Linked DNA regions of Mus musculus: regions 1 and 2 are each linked to region 3. The links are chromatin contacts, called in public HiChIP or PLAC-seq maps. All regions are on one chromosome and are shown on one strand. The core of a region is the stretch at or near the end of the contact, and the rest is flanking DNA. Distances in the headings are between cores, read along the strand shown. Region 1 overlaps Auts2 (autism susceptibility candidate 2). Region 2 overlaps Auts2 (autism susceptibility candidate 2). Region 3 overlaps Auts2 (autism susceptibility candidate 2).

Region 1 (4,291 bases), core at 989-3,488, 340 kb before region 3:
GACTCAGTGTGTCTGTATACATTGACAAGCAAACAGATATAATAGTTTTTGTAAAGCCAGACATAGTGACTCATATGTGTAATGCCGGTGAAGGGAAAGGAGCCGATAAGATTCCTGAGGCTTGCTGACCAGAAAGTCTAGCCTACTTTGTAAGACCCCGCTTGGTCTCAAAACACAGGCACCTGAGGAAGGTGCCACCCAAGGTTGTCCTCTGACCTCCACGTAGACACTTCAGCACTCATACATGCATGAGCACATATGTAAATGCGCATACACAACACACACACACACAAACACAAACAAAAACAAAATAACACCTGAAAACACATCAACCTGAGCTGTCTACTCCTGAACATCTCTCTGGGTCATCTTTGTGTACACCCAAGCATTTATTTTTCTTGAAATGAGACCAAATTCTCTGCCTTCTTTTCCGGCTTGGTATATTCAAGTTCTTTTAATGCTTATCAGCTAAGCAGTAACCTAGGCGTTGCAGTGGGAGCAAGCTAGTTCTGATTTGGCCTTTGTTCTTTGCTTCATTGTGCCTCTTGGGTTAGTTCTTTAGTCCTTGGCTTCCTCCTGATTAATAAATGAATCAGAAAAAAACAAAAAAGTTCTCATTAGCACAGTCATGGAAAAGCTCCCATTCTCAGACACTTGACAAGGACTATTTGTGACACATCATGGCCTTTAGAACTCTCTGGGTGTTAGGACATTTTAACAGGAGGTTCAAACGCTCAGGTAAAACTGTAGCTTTGAAAGCTCCTTGCATTTAAGTGTGAGGTCCTGAGCTTGAATCCCCAGAACCCATGTAAAGCCAGATACAGTAGAAATGCATGTCAACTCCAGACCAATTAAAAAGCTGGGCAGTGGTGGCCCATGCCTGTAATCCCAGCACTTGGGAGGCAGAGGCAGGCAGATTTCTGAGTTCGAGCCTAGCCTGGTCTACAGAGTGAGTTCCAGGACAGCCAGGGCTACACAGAGAAACCCTGTCTCTAAAAACAAAACAAACAAACAAAAACAAACAAACAAACAAAGGGAGCCTGAGACAAGAAATTCCCATAAGCTTGTGGGACAAGCTAACTTGGTACACATGGAGGTGGGAAGCAAGAGACCCTGTCTCAAAGGAAGAAGATGATGGACTAACACCTGAAGTTGTCCTCTGATGCTCCAGTGTACTATAGCGTATGCACGCGCGCGCGCACACACACACACACACACACACACACACACACACACATACTTTAAAAAGAAGCTGTAGTGCATTTGTTTGACTACTTAGAACAGCCTTGCACCCCTTGCTTGTTACATAACCCACAGAGGGCTTATTCATTTAACTGTTGTTTTCTATCTTAGGAGAAACTAGCAGCAGAATTGTTCAGCACCTTGGAGGCATTCTTCACAGCACAGACCTCCTGCTATCACTAATTAGCCACAGCATTCCCCGCCCAAGCCCCTAGTCCATGTGTTGTGCAGAATAAAAAAGTCTGCTTTTCCTAGGTAAGGATGGTGCCTGCCTCTCGATCTAGGGATGACACCGAGCTTTAGGGTAGTGGGAGTTCTTGGAGGAGGCAGTGTGATGAAATGTGACCTCCACAGATCTTGAGTGACTGGCTGTTTGCAGCCTACTGTTCTGTGGGAAGCAGGATCTGCATCAGCAAGCATCTTTGGATGCTAACAAAATCCCCGGGCAGCTGAGAAGAAGCACTAGTGTATTATACTGGTCTGTTAACAATTGGCCCCAGGCACCCACCCTGAAGCCATTTGAGATAATGATGGGTGTGCACAATAGCCTGTGGTCTTCCATTAGGAAGAACAAAAGGAAGGAGTTGGGAAGAGCAGAGAGAAGGAAAGGGCAGAGAGAGAGGAAGAGAGGGAGGAAGAGAAAGAGAGAGGGGGGAGGGGAAGAAGGGGTGGAGCAAAAAATATGGGAGGAGGGAAGAGAAGGAAGGACAGAAGGAAGGAAGGGAGAATAAGAGAGGAAAAGAGAGGAGAGAGAGGTGGAAAGGAAGGAGAGAGGAAGGTAGAAGAAAAGAGAGGATGAGAAAAAGGGAAGGAGAGGTAAGAGTGAAATGGAAGGAAGAGGGAAAGGGAGAAAAGCAGAGGAAGGCAGGCAGGTCCTGATTCTGCATGCTTGTTGCTTGTCCCTGTGCAGTGAAGCTTGTCAGCAATACCCCCCACTGCCCCTTCCTGCTGCTCCTGCCAGGAGGACCAGCCAAGGCTTTTACGCAGGCGCTCACAGACGCCCCTGTTCCATGGCTCTGCCATTTGCTCAGTGGGGGGACGTTTTCTTAGCGGAGCAGCACACCGCTCTGCCTGAGGGATTGAGAACATATTGCTTGGCAGGTGGGCCCCGCTCAGACGCACTGACTGTTGTTTCAATGGTGACAGGGAACATACATCACGAGGGCCCATTATGCCAGTGTAAATCCATGGTAACCTGCTCAAAGGGCTGCAACCAACTAACAAAGTATTTGGGTCTTAATAGGTGATATTTTAAAGATACATAATTGGGATCTGGGAAGTAATGCTGTGTGTCAGGCCACTCTTTTAGTCATCTTAACAGAAGCTGGGCCTCCAGAACAATACCACTCTTGTGGAGCCATGAGCATAAAGATGACAGAGATGGAGTTCCAGCGCCTCTGTAGGCAGCTAGGTAGGCCATGGCTGTTGCCCAGATCTCACCCAGCAGGGAAAGCAGCCCTCAGTTCTGAGGCCTTCTCTCTATTCATTGGCACTCGACATTGATGGACAGAGAAACCCCTGGGATGCCAAGTGGATGATGTCAGAGTTCTCCACAGTTTCTCATGGGAGCCCAGTAGGACTGAGAGCTTGGTTTGGCATTAACTGGTGGGCAGGCTAGCCTCTAAGCAGACACCTAACGCCGTTATCAAGTGGAGATGGTAGGGACTAAGGAGATGGCTTGGTGCTGAAAGGGCTAACTGCTCTTGAAGAGTACCTGGGTTCCATTCTAGGCACCCTCGTGGCATCTTACAACCATCTATTTGTAACTACAGTTCCAGCAGATCCTTCATCCCTCTGACATTCATAGGCACCAAGCATGCACCTCATACACATTCATTCATTCATTCATTCATTCATTCATTCAGGGAAAACACTCATTCACATAAAAATGAACCTTTTTTTTTTTTTTAAAAAAGCAATGTCTCCATTTTCCCTGTAGAATCCAATAAGATACTGAAATATTAGTTATAATTAATCGTGTGTCTGTGTGTGTGTGTGTGTGTGTGTGTGTGTGTGTGTGTGTTGAGACAAGGTATCACTGTGCACCCCTGGCTGCCTTGGAACTTGCTCTGTAGACCAGGCTAACCTCGAACTTGTAGAGATCTGCCTGCCTCTGCTTCCCAAGTGCTGGCACTAAAGGTATGTACTACTATGCCAAGCTGTAAAACTTATAACTGGATTTAGAGTCATCTAGATGGTAACACCTCTGGGCTTGTCTCTTGAGGCTGTTTGCAGAGGTACCTCACAGAGGGAGGAGGACTTATCTTGCATGTTGGTGGCAGGTTGTGATCCTGGACTAGACGAAAAGGAAAGAAAGAGAAAATAACGTAAGGACCAGTATTTATCTGTCTCTGCTTCCTGCTCTGCCCAGATACAAACACTCCTGAAAACCGTGCCTTTCCTACCCGTACCATCTCAAACCCCAGTCAGGAATAAACCCTTTTTCACTTACATTTTCTCATCAGATAAATGTTCATAACAAGGAGAAAAGTAACCAGCATTGAGGTCCATGAACAAAATGTGAAGGCTGGGTGTGTTCCCGTGGGAAGGAGGTCCACCTGGCTGGCAGCAACATGGAGAAGTCTGTCCACCATACCTGTTTCCAGGAGACAAACTCTCCCAGAGTTTTCGGAATAGAGTGTCAGTGGTACTTTTTGTACACATCCCTACAGGGGTTGTCTTTGTTCTCAATCATGGTCCACATTCCTTATTATCCACAGCCTGTGTTCCTGCACTCCCATACAGCAGACTTAGTTTTGTGTGTATGTGGTGAGGGGTGGGAGGGAGAGAGGTGTGTGTGATACAAAATTTAGGCAACAGCAACTTAAGTGAGAAAGGGTTTATTTGTTATAGCCCATTGTGGTGGCTGGAACTTGAAGGGTCTGGTCATCATATTTCCAGAATCAAGAGCAGAATGCAAAGACTGCACACACTTGCTTACTTATTTGTTTGCTTTTCCTCGGCTCACCTTATACAGCTCAGGGCCCTCCACCTAGGAAGTAATGACTGCTTCAGTTTACATACTGAAGATCATCCCCTATAAACACAC
Region 2 (4,413 bases), core at 1,051-3,550, 310 kb before region 3:
CCCATATGGTATTTCAATTGTACAGATTGTCATATGAACTTTGCTAGGGAGACAAAAGAAAGTCTCTTCAGTGTTTCAAATAGGACACTAATGACCAAATAGGACACTAATGACCAAATAGGACACTAATGACAACCAAAGAAACAACTACCCCAAATCTAGCTTGGTGAACCAAACCTGTGAACGTGATTAAGGTTGCTTACAGAAGCACGGGCAATTTAAGATAACTAGCTATACCCCCAAAGGAAAACTAACTCTCTCTCTCTCTCTCTCTCTCTCTCTCTCTCTCTCTCTCTCTCTCTCCCCCTCTCTCAACTGTTAATTGACCCTCAGAAAGAAGTGTCATTCGGTGAGCTCCCCTCACCTATCAAGTCAGGAAAGGATGGGGATATCTTAAGATCCTCTATCCTAGCAAGTATTACCTGTTTAAGTGTCCTCAGACAAGGGTGAGCCTATGGCCCATTTCTTCCAGGAAATTCTGTCTGTAGATTCTCGAGGTCTCATGCAAATAATCACAGCTGCTGCCTCCAGTTCAATGTGGCAACAGCCATCCCTTGCCAAAAATACCATTTCCAACCATAGTGGCTCTGTCAGAAATTGTTGTGCACTCCCATTGCTTAGGACCAGCTAGGGTCTAGCCACCTATAGTGTTTGTCCCTCATGGTGTTTTCTTAGGTGGCTTCTATTTAATGGGTCATCTTATGGATGACTATAAGCCCAAGGTCTCCCTTTTAGCATCTCTTTCTCTCTTCAATATTGGGTTGAGAGATATCTATAATGTGATTCTTATTAAAAGTGGAAGGAGAAGCAAGCATGGAGTGGGAGCCCCAGACCATCATCAAACCTCTTAGGATGTTTGCATGTACCCACAGTCAAACAAAGACGCATTTACACCCACAAGGGAATGAGTGTCCTCTCCCAACCCTGCCCAGGAAATTGGTCCTTGCTGTTCCCAGACCTCTCTGCAGCCTGACTTTGAAATCTACTTTTCCTTAGCATCTAGTACATGTCTCCTAGAAGCCCTTGCCAAGGCTCACTCTTAAGTCCGTCTGCCAACCCCAGTGCCACTACTCAGTTTCTACATGCTGTTGTAGGGTTTGAGTTTGGGTTGCACTGGAGAAGAGAGGGGGTGCATTATCCTTTCTTTACCATGTTTTTTTTTCTCCTGTGCCACACACAGAAGCAGCCTTAGTAGCTGGGGCTGTAGCTCAGTTGGCAAATTGCTTGCCTAACATAGGATTGATCCCTAGCACTGTGTTACCCAGGCATGATGCTGCGAGGCCTATAATCCCAGCACTCTGGAGCTAGAAGCAGGAGAATTAGATGTTCAAGAGCATCTTCAGCTATATAGCAAGTTGAAAGCTTGCCTGTGATACATCACACTCTGTGTTTGTTTTTTAACACGTGAAGAAACCCGAGGTATAGGAACAGAAAAAAAAAAAGCTGTATATGATTACATAACTAGACATTTTTCAACCTGGCTATGTATAATTAAACTTTCGACCTAATGTTTTCATGGCATAACTATGGCTTTGTGCCCAACTTTGGAAATTGCACTAGCTTCAACATTTGGGTTAGTCTTTGTCCCTCATACAGCAAGCATGCCTCCAGGAAACACTAGGGAACAGGGGCTAACGGAATGACTGTGTCTGAGCCTACTTTGAACAGCCAAGAACATCCTCTGTGCTCCTTGGCTCTTTTTCATGGGTCTTGATCATTTATTTGAGTCACTTTCTTCTACCCGTAGACTCGCGGCTCTTAGCAGCAGAAGCCTATCAAGGTCACCTCCCACTCCCTGAGGACAGGTTTCCTGTCATCGGACCCCTTCCTGGTCCCCAGTTACTGGGAGAACATGATGGCAGCCTCTCACCACCCTGTATCCCCATCTCTGACACACATGGTCTCTTTGAGCCTTCAAGATCCATCAGCCCACTAAAGCGAGAGAGTTAAAAGTACCAAGTTGCCGGATGATGGGGAAGTGAGAATGAGCGGGTCTCACACAGGGATGATTTGAAACAAGCCTTGTGGCTTTTTAATAATGTGCCAAAAGCAGTCTCAGTGGTGGGCCAGCAGGGCCCCCAGTCTATCTTCTGTGAAAGGAGAAGCCCAGCAGGCCCCGCCAAATGCAGACGGCCCCTCCACTCTGCTGGAGGAGACAGACTCCGAGATGGCAATCAAGGCTTGATTTGCCAACACATTTCCAATGATTAAAATGTAATTAGCACAACTGAGTGCCTCCTCCCCAGCTAATTTTAATACATGCTGTGACAGGCAGGCAGCCGGCTGTGCCTTTAGCCCAGCAGCAGATGGAGGCAGAGGCAGCGGGAGAGGAAAACCATTTTGCAATGTGACGATTCGCATCACAAAACCATCAGGGCGCTCAGCTCTTAGAAGGCCCTTGATGGCGGCACGTCAAATTGGTGCTGTCATAGCTGACCGTGGCAATGGCAGTCATCCTTCATGCTGTCCCAGAAGCCCAGCTAGGCAATTTCCAGGCGTAACCCTTTAAGATCTAGAAGGGGAAGAGAGAGAGAGAAAGAGAGATGGAGTGCTCTCTCGTTGTCTTGCCGTGACAGGCGTCAGCTCTGCAATGTGCGCTGTGAAACCCACACTCTTGGCAGCTTGCAAACTGTTATTTGCATGCTTCTCTTCCAAAACATGGTGGAGTGTGGTTTAGAAGATTTGGAAATAGCTGTTGCTCCAAATGGGAGCCCGGCACTCCGGCTGCCTTCTGTACTTCTTTCCCAGATCTGGGAAGCAGGTGCCCATACTGCCTAGGGTGGACAGGCAGCCTAGAGGTTTCCTTTTTTTTTTTTTTTTCTTTTCTTTTCTTTTCATTTATTTTTATTTTTTTTTATACCATTAGTCCCATAGCAGGATCAGAACCCTGGGGCCTCTCATCAAGACCATCTGCTTCTCTCTCATCTTGAAAGGCATGTTGTGCACACTGCAGAGTCCAGAGGCTCATATGGCCCTGTTCCTAGTAGAAGCGTCTGGGTTCTCCCTCAGCCTGTTGGGCTGTCACTCTCTTTCCAAGATGCTTCCTGGAGGCAGAGACCACTGGGCCATCCTGGGCTGGGATGCACTGTAGAACTTCGGGGTGTATTTTAGTTCTGTAAGTGCTAACATCTCACCCAGATGGGCAACTTACACAATACCACATAGAACAAAGAGACAGGGCTCACTGATAACAGGTATTAGACATTTGCTTGTGGCTGTATACCAGGTTTAAGGACTTAATGAAATGATGCATTTTGTCATTTAAATGCACACACATATAGAGGCTACATGTCCTCATCCCCACTCGTTAGATGAGAGACACTGAGACTTGGTAAGATTATGTAACTTTCCCAAGCTCTGTGTTAAGTGTTAGAACTTAGATCCAGGCTGGGGATATGGCATAGTTGGTAGTATGGTATACTTGCCTGGTATTGTAGGCCCTGGATTCAACCCCCAGGAATGATGGTGGAAGTCTGTAATCCCAGCACTTGGGAGGTTGAGGCAGAAGGATCAGGAGTGAAAGATCATCCTCAGCTGTATGGCCAGTTCAAGGCCAACCTGTATGGAACTCTGTCTCAGAACACCAACCATGGTAATAACAACAACTTAAGTCTGCACGGACAGTAAAATACATTGTGGCCTAAACAGACGGGAGAAATGTCCTGCAAAGACAGCGATGCTATTCTTAGAGCCCTTTGGAGATCAGTGTCCAGTGGGACCCCAGGGTGGCAATTATATGTCACTGTGTGTATCTGTTTTTCCTTTCACTGGAAAAAAAGTCATCATTAAAGAAGATTTCAGAAGGGGGCTTGAGAGATGACTCAGTCAGTAAAAGGTTGACCATGTAGGCATTAGAACCCGGGTTTCATCCCCAGAAAGCATGGAGGGAAAAACAGTCATGGTGGCGTGGACACACAATGGAGACAGGCAATCCATGAGTCTCACTGTCTAGCCAACCTGAACACCAGGCCAATGAAATACCCCATCTCATAGGATAAGATAGACAGTGGATGCAGAACAACAGTATTCAGGACTGACCTACACACACGCACACACAAAAGCTTCAGAGAATTTATAAGTATAGCTTAAAAGAGTCCACATCCTTTATCACTTAGAAGTAAATGGTGTGACTGTTTCGTGCATCTCTTTCTAGGCTTTTTTCCTCTGTGTGTTTGCCAATCTTAAAGTAACCCAGTGTATCTAATTGTATGCCTCTTGTTCCTTTCATTGCAGAGGGACGATGACAATAGCATTTTTCATGGCTCCTCTTAGCTCGCCCTCAGAGGCAGATACCGTCACTCTATTTCATTGCTCTAAAAAGAGAACTTGAGGGCTTAGCAGGTAAAGTTACTTGCTACCAAACCCGACAATCCTAAGTTGATTCCCAGGACCCACGTGCTAGTAGAAAACCTA
Region 3 (4,271 bases), core at 1,187-3,686:
AACACTTCCGAGGTTGTCCCATGCATCGATCCATTCCTCAGAGTCTGTAACCTCAGACTCTTTGCATCATGAATTCGCCTGATTTGTGGGTGCTTCTGATACACAGTCATTCTGTGTGTAGAGATAGATGCAGTGCGAGCCACGGGTATGTGGAGGGCTTGCTGTTGGGGACAAGACATTTTATCACTGACAGATTAAGCATGTAGCTTCGCTGGTAGAGAGCTTGCTAGCATGCATGGAACACTGGGTTTCATCCCAACACTGCATGAACCAGGCAAGGTGGTGCAAACCTGTAATCCCAGCTCCCAGGAATCAGAGGCAGGACGATCAGAAGTTCAAGACCATTCTAAATTACCTAGGAAGTTGGAAACTGGCCTAGGTTACCTGTCAACCTGTCTTTTAAAGGGGAAGGTAATTTAGTAGACATGTATGTATTGTTTGTTAAAGCACTAAGGAAGGGTGTGTGTGTGCTCAGTATACATAGGTGTAGATGAACATGTACACATGTGTTCATTCCAGTAGAGGTTAGACGGAAGCCATGGTGATGTTGCTCAGAAAGGATCCACTCTTTGAGACAGTGTCTCTTACTAGCTTGGAACTCGCTGATTAGGGGAGGCTGGCAGACAGGGAGCCCCAGGGACTGAGGAAATGGCTTATCAGACCCAAGTTCAGTTCCCATTATCCGTGTTGAGTGAGTCACACTACCAGTAATTCCAACTCCAGGAGATAAGCCTCCGCAGATATCCAAACACATGTGGCATACTTGCTAACAGACACATATACAATCATGTAGTGTGCTTTCTGGGATGTGTTCCAAGTCTCTTGCTATGCTAGAGATTTTTTTAATTAAATTAATTTATTTATTATGGGGGTATTGCGTACATATGTGGAGGTCAAAGGTCAGCTTGCTAACATTGGTTCTGTCCTCACATCATGTGGATCCTTAGGGATCAAATTCAAGTCATCAGGCTTAGCAGCAAACGCCTTTACCCATGAGCCATGCATACCACTGGCTCCTATGCTAGAAATTTTTATTGTTTGGACCAAACTCTGTTTTCTTCTCATGAAAGTGAAGTACACTGGTTTTGTCCTTGTTGAGGCCTCTGTATGTAATCTCTTGTCCCTTACCATTTTCTGGTTGTCTTAGTTAGGGTTTCATTGCTGTGAAGAGATGCCATGACCACAGCAACTCTTATATAAAAAACGAAAACAAAAAGACATTTAATTGGAGCCGGCTTATAGTTTCAGGGGTTTAGTCCATTATCGTCATGGTGGAGAAACATTGCAGACTGCAGGTGGATATGGTGCTGGAGAGGAGCTGAGAGTCCTGCACCTCCATTCAAAGGCAGCAGGAGACTGTGTGCCACACTGAGCATGGCTTGAGCATAGGAAACCTCAAAGCCCATCCCTACAGTGACACACTTCCTCCAACAAGGCCACACCTACTTCAATAAGGTCACAGCCACTAATAATACCCCTCTCTGTGGACTAAGCATTTAAATACACGAGTCTATGGGGAGCCATTGCTATTCAAATCACCACACTGGTTATTTATTTATATACTTTTGCAGTTCTGGGGGTTGAACTAAGGGCTTGTGTATGTTCAACATGTGCTCTCACTAAGACACACTCCTCTCGCTGAGCAATTCTGTCCAAACACTTCACTTCTGACCTGCATCTCAAGCCTTCTTTTTGCATGCTTTCTGCGCGTGTGCAGGCACACTCAATGCGTGTTTTATAAACACACATTAATATCTGGTGTCTTTCTTGATTATTGTCCACATTATCTTTATTTTTAAGATAGGGTCTCATTTTGTAGCCCTGGCTAGCGTAAAAAACCTCGCAGAGATATGCCTGCCTTTCCTTACTGGGTGCTAGAGACCCCAGCCTGTCTCAGTGTTCCCTGCACTGGGGTAGTCACAGACAACCATGACCATATCATTCATTTACTTTGGGATAGAACGTGGACAAGCTTATTTGTATGTCTGTTAGGACATTCAGAGAAGGCTGTCGTTTCCTTTTACCACTGGGCTTGGAGGAAAAACCCCAGGTCTCCAGGTTTAGCCACAGTGCCTCTCTTTACCCACAGAGCCACCTTGATCCAGTGGCTCGCTCAAAACTGCCTGTAACTCCAGCTCCAGGGGACTAGGAACCTAACACATGTGCATATCCCCATCACCATCCATATACACAAGTAAAAATAAATTTAAAAAAACATATTTGAGACAGGGCCACACTGTATATCCAGGCTAGCCTATAATCTTTATGTAGATCAGGCTGTCTTCGAACTCACAGAGATCCACCTGTGTTGTGAACAAAGGCAGGAGCCACCATGTCTGGCTATAAATAATATTTTAAAAAGAACTACCCAGGACTCTCCAGTTGTCCACACACATGCACATGTTCCCATACCCACACATCCACATACATGTACTGCACCATTCATATGTGTACATAATAAATGGATAAGAATAAAATAAAGCACACAGACATAGAAGCCCTGTGAACACTTCTACATTCCCATTCCCTGGTGTGGCCCTGTTTATGTTTTCTTATTTACTTTCCTTCCTGTGTGTTTGTGTTCATGAAGTCTGTAGGCTACGGTGGAGTCCACATGTGTGCACACCATAGACAGACGCCAGCAGGGCCCCACCCATCCCTGGTTATTAAAAAGCTCTATGCTTTTGATTGCCCTACTTTTTTTCTTGTAATACAAAAATAACCAAGCTATTAGAATCCTTTATGATTCAAACCAGAACATTAGTTTTATTATATATGGAAAATGGATCTTTAAACATCAAAATGACATCTAATTATTTCCCATTGGCTTGTATTATATGCTATTATTTTATTGCAGTATACTGTCCAATTACAGAAACGACTCCAAAGAGGCATAATTTTTCTGGCTTAATGTGTAATTGTTTATTGAGTGTTTTTCTCATTATGGTGATTTTTTTTTCCCTCTTAGAATTGCTCTTATAAAGAAGCTTGCTTAGAATTTTTGTAAATTGATTATTATGTAGTTAAAGAAATCAGGCATTCAGGCTATGTGTGGCAGTGTGTTCAGAGCTGAAGGAAGTGTATGATTTAAAGAGACCCTTCTTCAAAAACCTGAAGCTGCAGAGCTGGAGAAATGGCTCTGCTCTTCAGAACACGTGTGGCTCTTGCAGCAGACCTGAGTTCAGTTCCCAGCACCTATGTCAGGCAGCTCCAAACCACCAGGAGCTCCAACTCCAAGGGATCTGATACCCTCCTCTGGCCTCTGTGGGCACCCACACATACATGCCCATACACATGCCCATGCCCATGCCCATACACATGCACATATACATAAATAAAAATAAGCCTTAAAAAATAAAGTATTAAAATTCCAATAGCAGTAAGTTGTATTGTTATCGAAATACACATTTATTTGTTTATGTTTTGGGGAAGAAATGTAGTAAGTTGTTGTATAAAATTAATGGGTTCTGTGTTAGTTTAGAAATTCGTGCCTAACCCCCACAAGCAGCAGGTGTAGCCCTGCAGGTCATTAGAGGAGCTGTTTATGGTAGGTAGCTTTAAGTGAGTGACTGAGTCAAGTGACTGACTCAGGCCTGAAATCCCAGTTACTTCAGAGTCTGAGGAGGAGGGAAGGCACATTCAGGGCTTGCCCTGGCAGCAGGGCTAGTTCAAGGCCACTATGGGGAACTTAGCAAGAACCTGTCCCCCAATTGAAACATTCCTTCAAATGTTCAGATTTCGTTTAGACAAAGAACACGTGATTAATGTCCTCCAGTGAGGGGTTGGGGCATGGTGTCTCAACATGGCAGCTGCCTAGAAAGGCCCCACACAATTCGTTGACAGGAAGCATCATTGCTTCTCTTGCTCTCTTGCCTTCTTGCTCCCACTCTGTCCTCTCTGGTCCCCCTCTCACCCCATTCCCCTCCCCCCTCTCTCCATGTACTCATGGCTGGCCTCTCCCCTCCTCCCATCCCCCCCTGCCTTTCTCTATCTCTACTACCCTATCCTATCCTATCAATTCCCCTCCCCATGCCCTGAATAAACTCTATTCTATAATAAAAGGGGAGAAAAAAAGGAAGAGGAATCACTGGAGAACATAGGATGGTGAAAAGATTGGTGATGTAGCCAGGTCTTTATAGTGAGCATGGTCCAGCTGGAAGTGAGCGGGCAGGGAATGGGACATAAGTCATGATGGGTTGAGCAGACAGCCTTCTGCTGTTGAAAAGAGGAAAAGGAAGAGATCCTGTCTCAAAGAAATAAGGCAGAGAGTG

What was found. HiChIP or PLAC-seq counts read pairs in DNA pulled down with a chosen protein or histone mark.
Region 1: an H3K4me3 HiChIP or PLAC-seq map of embryonic basal ganglia shows a contact between it and region 3, with 2.5 times the contacts expected there. The contact joins two enhancer-like sites. A contact is called at or near these places in 1 of 115 datasets of contacts at active chromatin or transcription factors (embryonic basal ganglia) and 1 of 9 other capture datasets (embryonic stem cells).
Region 2: a contact with region 3 is called in an H3K4me3 HiChIP or PLAC-seq map of embryonic basal ganglia, with 2.9 times the contacts expected there. The contact joins two enhancer-like sites. A contact is called at or near these places in 1 of 115 datasets of contacts at active chromatin or transcription factors (embryonic basal ganglia) and 2 of 9 other capture datasets (adipose tissue and liver).

What each region holds. Positions count from the first base shown.
Region 1 is chr5:131,822,763-131,827,053 of GRCm38.p6, reverse strand. All of the region lies in intron 4 of Auts2 (autism susceptibility candidate 2), which reads left to right. Among named protein-coding and RNA genes, the nearest start is that of 4930563F08Rik, 55 kb to the left of the region's middle. Within about 2 kb of position 2,238, at least 37 of the 459 cell types and tissues checked have an H3K27ac peak or open chromatin away from gene starts, as enhancers often do. A contact at or near this core is called in embryonic basal ganglia, where this site is marked.
Region 2 is chr5:131,792,673-131,797,085 of GRCm38.p6, reverse strand. The region is part of intron 4 of Auts2 (autism susceptibility candidate 2); the gene reads left to right. Among named protein-coding and RNA genes, the nearest start is that of 4930563F08Rik, 85 kb to the left of the region's middle. Within about 2 kb of position 2,300, at least 44 of the 459 cell types and tissues checked have an H3K27ac peak or open chromatin away from gene starts, as enhancers often do. A contact at or near this core is called in embryonic basal ganglia, where this site is marked.
Region 3 is chr5:131,483,131-131,487,401 of GRCm38.p6, reverse strand. All of the region lies in intron 6 of Auts2 (autism susceptibility candidate 2), which reads left to right. Among named protein-coding and RNA genes, the nearest start is that of Gm29681, 71 kb to the right of the region's middle. Within about 2 kb of position 2,436, at least 2 of the 459 cell types and tissues checked have an H3K27ac peak or open chromatin away from gene starts, as enhancers often do. A contact at or near this core is called in embryonic basal ganglia, where this site is marked.